Regions from separate parts of the Sus scrofa genome. Here region 1 is linked to region 2. Evidence: chromatin contacts called from public HiChIP or PLAC-seq data. All regions are on one chromosome and are shown on one strand. The core of a region is the stretch at or near the end of the contact, and the rest is flanking DNA. Distances in the headings are between cores, read along the strand shown. Region 1 overlaps PTPN1 (protein tyrosine phosphatase, non-receptor type 1). Region 2 overlaps LOC110257431 (a long non-coding RNA gene).

Region 1 (4,113 bases), core at 180-2,679, 270 kb before region 2:
CCTTGGGTGGTGATGGCTCTCCCTGGGCAGAACCTGCCCCCACGACCCGCCTTCTGACTTCAGTGTCTTGACTCGCGCTGAGGAATGAGGGGGGCAAAGGTGGGTTACTCACTCTGGGGAAAACAATGGCAGGGACACTATTATTATGGAAGGTATTCTAGGAAAAGATGAGCCACATGCAAACGGAGCTTGGCAATGTTGACACTGACCGGAGGCCCGCTGTTACTACCTCCACCGCAGGGCCCTACAGCCAGGGTAGGGTTCTGGAGGCCCCAGGACTCCAGCCTAGAGATGGAGGGTGGCTAAGGGCCTAAGGAAAAATACAGCCACTGGTGCAAACAGGTGCCAACTTTGCCCTGGGGCTGCTGAAAGAATGTACCCTTCAGATCAGGGAAGGCAATGGCATGGCCCCCAGCCTTCCACTCCCTCCCCGGGACCCCAGCAGACTGACACGCAGAGAGGCCTTTGATGCTACGGACACGCGGACATCATGCACCTCCTGTGCCGGCCCTGTGATGAGGAGCAGCTGCATGAAAGACTGGGACTTGGAAACCAGCATTTGGCAAAGTATCCAGGTGAGATTTCTGATGATCAATTTAGCCACAGAACCAATGGGGCACACATCGCGGGTAACCTCTTTTATCATGCACACCTGTTGTGACGTCTGGCCACAACGCTACATCTTGACTCCACACGGTAACAGCTGTAAAACAGCCAACACAGGGGGAAGGCAAATTTATCTGCTCCCTGGATATATAACCTGCTCTTCTCTAGTCTTTCACAATTACAAATGATGACACCACTATAAGGCCTCTAGCTATACATCTCTGCACACCTGCCTGAGAACTGCTGCAGGCTGAATTTCTAGATGTAGATAAATGCGGGGTCGAGACCGTGCACCAATCGTAAACCACCCTCCAAAAAAGCAGACAAGGGCACTGCCTCCAGTCTCAGGCCTGGGCTAACTCTGCTTCATTCATCCTTCAAGCTTCTGCATGACGCCACCTCCTGCAGGCAGCCTTCCTTGACCACCCACAGAAGGCTGAGTGTCCCTTCTCAAAGGCTGACCACTTCAGCGCACACCTCCATTACAACACTGTCCACAGGCCCCACCACAATCTACTGCTCCCTTCCTGACAAAACCATCTAGAACACAGACCAGGGGCCATGGTCTAGTTATCTCAGTGTTCGACACGCATCAGTAGGTGCTCGGTAATCTTTGTCGAACTGCAAGGAAGCAAAATGGTGATCAGGTTAATCAAGGCTAAACGAAAAGGTTAAGTTCCCCAAAAACCAGTGGGGGCTGAAAGGACATGCTCAAGCCTGGATATCAGTTTCAGGACTGGCCTGAAGCCTGGGGGAGGCTTCTGTCAGCACTGGTGCTGAAGGTCTGACTCAGCTACACCAGACATGATTTCAACAAGCACCAGCAGGTGGTGCTAGGCCCACACTAAAGTCAGTCAGTCACCAGGCCCAACCCTGGGAAGCAGTGATGGTCCAGGACCCCATCCCCCAAGGACAAAGAAGTGGTGCTTGCTAAAAGAAGCCTATATCCACAGGTTTCAATATCAACATGTATTTCTGGAACAAAAGGCCACTTCCCCAGCCCCCAGGATGCCAGGACCCTCTCACATTACCTTTCTAGGCTGCAGGAGACGTTTAAGGGGGTTCTGGTTTCTTCCTTGATAGGGCCATCTTCTTTATCCTCCTCAGTCTCATCCTTTACCCACTGGTGGTTTGGGAAGAACTCCTTGCATTTCCCATTGTGCGGCTCCAGGATTCGTTTGGGAGGCCGAGGAGGCGGGGGGACGTGCTCTGGTGGGGGCTCCAGGTCCTCGTGGGAGAGTTCCTTCCATTGCTCCTTGAAAAAGCAGCAAGGAGAAGTCTCATGAGATTTCACATTTGGCTGATTTATCAAGGAATGCTCCCCTTTAAGTGGGCAGAGGTGAGGGCTCGTGAGGGACCCTCCCAGCTTCTTGGGTCTCCAGCCACGTCCTTGGAAGATGAGGTGTTCTGCAAATAAAGTCTATTCTGCCTACTAATGCTCTCTATGTGAGCTCTTCAAAGGCAGAAACTGGAACGTGGTGAAAACTTCCACAACTCCAGCTATTTAAATATGAAGGGTAACTATTTCCTCTGACACAGGATACTTTTGAACTTTTTACAACGAATAGCCTCCTTATTTAGAGGCAAAAATTTAAAACCAACACACCTGGGTTAAAGCAAAAGCAATGCTGACCTGTACTGAAGAGTCTCCCATGATGAATTTGGCACCCTCGATCACAGCCAGGTAGGAGAAACGGAGCTGGTCTGCTGTCTGGATCAGTCCCATCCGAAACTTCCTCATTTCTAATAGAACTTTCTTGATATCAACAGAAGAAGGGTCTTTCCTTTTGTCCATCTGAAAGCCAGAGAGGAGACACAGGCCAGTGAGGTCCAAGTCTCAAGCACCATGTGACTTTCAAAAGGGAAGAGTATACCAATTCCTCCTTAGGAAAGGAGTATACCAATTCCTCCTTAGGAAAAATCAGTGAGGTTGGCAGAAGTCTAGAAAATAGAGCAGTAAATCTGGGACCATGTAAGGGGAAAAAAATCAGAGGGAAGGGGATTCTTTGGATCTTCCCAGCTTCCACAATAAAATTAAGAGCATCCTTTCAAACGAAGCTATTTGGGGAAAGGCTCCTTTCACAGGAGGGAAGCTGTTAAAAAGTGAAGGTCAAAGCTAGTTTACTGCAGAAACACTAACGGAGAGGCTCTGGCCAAGCCAGAGTGGAGGTTCAAGTGTGGTCCCTTCTCTTCCCTGGGTCTTCAAGGGCCTTCTTACCAGCAAGAGGCAAGTGTCAGCCAGACAGAAGGTCCCCGACCTGCCGATACCGGCACTGCAGTGCACCACGATGGGGCCATGCTCCAGGCTGAGGGACCCCGACTCACGGACTTTGAAAAGAAAGTTCAGGAATGAGGCTGGCGATTCGGGGACTCCAAAGTCAGGCCATGTGGTATAGTGGAAATGTAAGATCTCTCGAGTTTCTTGAGACTGAAAGAGAAACATACTCGTGATGATTCTAAGAGATTCGCCTGTTCAGAAATCACTAATTTCAAGTAAGCACGAAGTGCCTCCCCATCCACCAAACTTGATTCTCAGATTTTCTCCCCAAGTCCACAAGCCCAGTCAGCAAACACCTGGCCCCACGTGGACCCCAGGCTGCTCCTGCTTCAATGTCACCTCCTTTAAGATGCCAAGTCTTGCCCACAAGAGCTCTCGTTTCCGGTGTTCCTCTCACTGCTGCTGTCTTCATGGTTATGACTGATTTCTCTCCTTCCCGTAAGTCAAAGTGATGCTGACTGCCAGCCACAACAAGCTGGTCATCAATGCCTCAGGTTTTCTCACGAAAGCGTGGAAACAACTGCATGTGTGAGGCCCCGGCTCTGGGTATCTCAGGGCTTTACAAGACTATCTGGACCCCTCTGAGGACTGTCATTTTACAGAAAAAAGTTACCAACTGGTAACTGGTAGGGTGCCATGTGAGGCTCAATACCTGGCTAAACGGATGGTCCATGGGGAGGAGGGTGCAGCAAGACCAGCTGCACTGGCCCCACAAGCTGTCTTCCAGCGCTGGGCACAGAGCTCACCGAGTACTCGCACCATTCCCTCGCAGCATGTAGTCCCATTAGTCCCATTTTCGAGATTAGGAGGCTGAGGCTTGGCAGCCAACCCTCCACTAGGTGGAGGAGCAGGAGTTTAAATCTATGCTTGCTTGACTCCAGAGCCCACGTCCAGCAACTGATGCAGGTACACATGAAAGGCAGACCCTGGCCCCTGCCCCTATTTCTCCCCAGGCCCTAGCTGCTCCCTGTAGAACAGAAAGAAGGCAGCCTCTGATGTTTCCAGCTCTGCTCCTTCCTCAGAGCCTATGAGAGGCTGCTTCCAGGATGGACAGACGGTCTCCAGTAGCAACAATCAAAATGTGGTTCTTGCTGAGGAGAGCACCCAAGATCGCACTAAGCTAAGAGCCCACAGTCATGGGAGCCAGTCGCAGGGTGACTGAGGCCTGCAGACAGGAACCACACCAGCTGTGCGGCACCACAGGCCAAGGCAGTGCCGGGGTCACCTGG
Region 2 (4,457 bases), core at 434-2,933:
AGAATTTAAGGGCTTAGTTGGCTGAGGGCTGGTGACCCCTTCGTCCTGGCGGGAACAGTTCTACAGTTGTGGGACTCCATGATCTTCAGCATCCAGTGAGCTTCCATTCCTGGCCAGGGCACTACCAAAGGGTAACCTAGGTCCTGGCTTAGAGAGGAAAAGACTGAAGGGCAAGAGAGGAGGAGAGGCAGCGGCTGGGCCCCAGCTTAGGCGGGGTCCCTGGCTACCCAGGACTGGAGACCCAGGCCCCTCACAGAACAAGAGCTATGCCTGGGAGTGTCGGGGAGGGCACTCCTGGAGACCTCCAGCAGGAGCTCAGAAGATAAAGGCGGACCATATGTTCTAGGAAAAAGCCACATAAAATGAATTCACTGAGAACCAGGGCCAAAACCTCAGGGAAAAAAAAAAAAAAATCAACCTTCGAGAAATCTGACTAGGAACCTATCTCACAAAGTGAAAGAAAAGTGAAAATAAATTGATTTTCTCCTTGACCTAACACAATTGTGTGTGTGTGTGTATATACAAATCCTTAGCATGATCAAAGTGAAGCGAGTATTGATACATCTAAATGTGTTTAAACAAAATTGCATAACAGCACAGTGTAATGTCCTTTTCCTTGCATGCGACCAACACAACGTATTCATGGAGTTATTCAGTCTGGGCAGCGGCCACTACCCTGCCCTAGTCACTGCCCCCTTAACTGGCCAGCCCACTGCAGCCTCTGGAAAAGTAGAGGAGGCTGTGGCCCCACCCGCCCCAGAATGGACAGCCAAGGACCCCTCCCAATCATTTGCAACTTCTCATTCATAAAACAGGCCCAGATGCATCTGATTGGCGGGCACTGGTCACATGGCTATAAACAAGCTTCTGAGAAACAGCCCTCAGCCCCTCCTCACCCCTGGCTGAGGGTCCTGCCTTCTTTCCCTCCCACAAAGTCCCCCTCCTCAGCCTCTCACTGGCTCCCACGGGCCATTCCATACCCGGGAGGGGCCAGCTCAGCACCTCCGGTTTTTGAATGACTAAAGAATTATTGTGCCCCATTTTAGAAACAAATAACAAACCAGGAAACATATTTTTATGATTTTTTAACAATTAAGAGGCTTATTTTCCCATTATGAAGGTGGTCTCAAATAAATAAGACAAACACCCCATGGAGAAAATAACATAAAAACAAAAGTAGGTTGGGTACCCGCTAGGCGCCAGATGCTGGGAATACAAAAGGGGACAGGCTGATGTCCTCCTGAGTGCGTCGTCTGTGGGAGAAATGATTAAGAGACCAGTCCACAACACTGCGGTGACCAGGGGCGCCCAGGGGCCTGTGGCACAGCAGGGACACACTCACATTCAAGGAATGGAGAGAATGATGAGGTGAGGAAGAGGGAAGAGTGCTCCAGGAAGAGGGAGCTCAGACAAAGGTGTGGAGGGAGAAAGAACGCCAGCTACAGCTTCCAGAACCTTCCAAATCAGAGCTGTCCACAGAGTTGGGTTCTATGTGTTGTTTTTAATTTGATTGGTTGGCCAACATTTAAAAATCAGAACATTTCACATATGACCTCGGATTTCTGGCTTCTCTTGATAAATTGAAAGATCTGGGCCCCGTGCCGGCCACGAAGCAGCTGTCCCCTGAGGAGGGCCTGTTCTCTCTAGTTCACAGCAGTCACCACCCGGACCACCTCACTCATCACGCTGCCTCTTGGCCCCAAGGTGTCTGCGTTTTTGACTCCCTGTTCTAAAGCTTGCCAAGGAGGATGCTGGGGAATCAGGCTCAGAGAGCCTAAACAACTCTCCCAAGGTCACACAGCACACAGAACAAGACTACAGCCTGAGGACTCAGGACACGCAGTCCTACTTGGGACACTAAGTGCCTTTCCCCAGCAGTCTCAGAGACCCCACCTCAGTCCTCCAGGAGCTGCTGACCCTGGCCCTGAGCTCTAGGGAACCAAGAGGCCTGGCCAGGGAAGGCCCCGTCCTGTTTAGGCTTTGTGGTCTCGTGAGTAACCGAGTGGAAAAAAACAAGCTTGAAAAGATAACAATTACAACGAAATTAAATCAAATCAGGCCCGTGACTCATTTATGGAGCCGTAAAAACAGAAAACAAAAACAAGCTGGTTCTGGAGGAGGGAGGCCAGGATGAGGAAGGGAGAAGTTGGGCAAGGGAAAAAAAATAAAGCAGCAGCAACAATCTCCCGGGGCTGTCAATTACCCCAACAAGGAGGCAACGGTGCCAGATGCCAGGCCCCTGTACAGGGCAAGGGCCCGGGGACTCAGAAGCCAGGAAGACCCAGAGAAGGGGCCAGAAGAGGTCCTAGATGCCAGTGGGGTGGCTGGTCTGCCCTCCTGAACACCCCCATGAGCTGGGAACCACTGACATGCCATTCTGCATAAAGGAAACTGAGACTCAGAGGAACCGAGTGACAAGGCCAGGTCACACGGCCAGAAAGTGGGAGGCTGAGGTCCCAGCCTGGCCCCAAAGCCAGTATGAGCTTCAGCCTTGCCATCTGGAAAACAGGCTCCCGAGCCCCAGCCCTCTTCCAGAGGACAGGAGAGCCAGGGGCCCTGGCGTTTCCTCTGGACATTGCAGGAGCCCTGAAAACTAGCCACCCAACATGGCAGCCCGTCTCTAGACTCACTGTCCCCATTTACGCAATAATGGGGTCACATCAGGCAATGACGAAGGAAGGCCCAGGAGCTCAGTGGGTCTGACCCAGGGGAGCTTCAAAGCGCTGCTCTGCCCATTTCCCAGAAGCCTCTGCCCCGGGGGACGTAAGAGGAGCCAGAGGCAGAGCCTGAGGGAGCCCGACCCACAGGCCTGCGATTCCCTAGAGGTCACCCTGACCCAGGGACGAGACTGGGCGGGCAGCAGCGAGCTGGGCCGGGGAGCTGAGCCGGGCCGGGAAAGCAGGAGCTCCAGGATAGTGAGGACAGGATTTGAGGGGGCCGAGAGGGAAGGAGCGCTGGCAAGCAGCTGCCAAAAACAACACCATTCACCACATTAGGACCTTGGATGTTGAGTGCTTACTATGGTCGGGGCACGGGCTAAGCACTTTACATGCAATCCTTCTCACATTCATCCATTCTACCAGTCTTTATGGAGCATCTTCTTGTGCCAGGTGCCATGTTGGGGGCTGGGAACAGAACAATGATCAAGAGAGACAAAAGCGAGGCGGCCATCCTGAACCGGGTAGCAGACAAGGAAAACCCAGGAATGCAGCGGGAAGAGCTACAGAGTCAAATGAAGAGAGGAAGGGAGTGTCGGGAGTCCCTGAAGGCCTGGCTGAGCTGTGACATTTAAGCAGAGACCTGAAGGAGTGAGAGCAAGCCATCCTTGGGAGTGTGTTCCAGGCAGAGGGACGAGCAAGCACAAAGCCCCAGGGTAGGAGCACACCTGGCAAGTTGGAGAAACAGGAAGAGGGCCAGTGTGGCGGGAGCAGAGTAAACCTTCCCAACAGCCAGAGGGGTAGCTACTGCTATTATCTCCTCTTTTAGAAGAGGAAATTGAGGCTCAGAGACGGGGAAGTGACTTGCCCAGAGTCACAGAGTGAGGAAATGGCAGCACAAGAGGCAGAAGCACAAGTTGAACTGTGTGGGAAGAGGGGCGGACATGCCACAAGGCTGTAGGATCCAAGGGTGACACTCAGAGAGCATGTGTCACCTGCCTTGGTCACAGCCATGGAAGTTGTGATTGTGCAACCAGAGCCATGCAAGGAGCCTCAGCCCCGCCCTCACCCTGCCTCCTCGGCCCACTGGGTCTAAGGGCACTGGGTAGCCTAGAATCCAGGGAACTCATTCAGGCTAAGTTGTGAGGGACTGCGAGCAGTTTCTGGCTTATCCTATCCCTGAGATGACCTTTAACCAAGTCATAGAAGCAGTTCTGCAGCCTTAGTTTCCCCATTTGTCAAATGATGGGACTGCTTAGGTGGTCTCTAACAGCAGTTGAGGATTCTTGGGTCCAGAGAGAGGCATGGCTTTCCAAAGTCACACAGCCAGAGAATGACAGAGCTAGGGGACCCCAGCCTGGTAACTGATGGCCCAGAGCTCTTCTCCCTCCGGCCGGGATGACACCTGGGCCTCTTACCCTGCTCTGCTGTCTTCATCAATCTCCCCCTCATCTGCCGCCCTGCACCCCTCGCACTGTTCATACTTCCAAGCCTTGGCACATGCCATCCTCTGCTTCGGGGTCCCTTCCCCTATGCCATCTTCTCTACCCACAAAGGAAAAATAAAGCAGGATCAGACTATTTATAGAGAGAGGGTTTAGGTGGAGAATATTTAAGCTGGCAAAGGTGGGAGGCTCAGAGAAGGCTACTCTGAAGAGTGACATCTGAGTTGTGACTTGAAGGAGGTGAGGGGGAAAGTCATGGGAATACATGGTAGATAAGGATTCCAGGCAGAAGGAAAAGCATGTGCAAAGGCCCTGTGGTAGAAAGATCCGTAGTTTATCAGAGGAACAGCAAGGAG

Evidence for each region. HiChIP or PLAC-seq counts read pairs in DNA pulled down with a chosen protein or histone mark.
Region 1: a contact with region 2 is called in an H3K27ac HiChIP or PLAC-seq map of alveolar macrophages. The contact joins two enhancer-like sites. A contact is called at or near these places in 1 of 47 Hi-C or Micro-C datasets (mesenteric adipose tissue) and 1 of 2 datasets of contacts at active chromatin or transcription factors (alveolar macrophages).

The regions. Positions count from the first base shown.
Region 1 is chr17:52,079,242-52,083,354 of Sscrofa11.1, reverse strand. It overlaps PTPN1 (protein tyrosine phosphatase, non-receptor type 1), which reads right to left. Exons shown (of 10, transcript NM_001113435.1): 6 at 2,825-3,034; 7 at 2,240-2,401; 8 at 1,638-1,861; 9 at 1-77. Among named protein-coding and RNA genes, the nearest start is that of PTPN1, 64 kb to the right of the region's middle. Within about 2 kb of position 1,429, at least 2 of the 83 cell types and tissues checked have an H3K27ac peak or open chromatin away from gene starts, as enhancers often do. A contact at or near this core is called in alveolar macrophages, where this site is marked.
Region 2 is chr17:51,812,222-51,816,678 of Sscrofa11.1, reverse strand. The region is part of intron 1 of LOC110257431 (a long non-coding RNA gene); the gene reads right to left. Among named protein-coding and RNA genes, the nearest start is that of CEBPB, 92 kb to the right of the region's middle. Within about 2 kb of position 1,683, at least 34 of the 83 cell types and tissues checked have an H3K27ac peak or open chromatin away from gene starts, as enhancers often do. A contact at or near this core is called in alveolar macrophages, where this site is marked.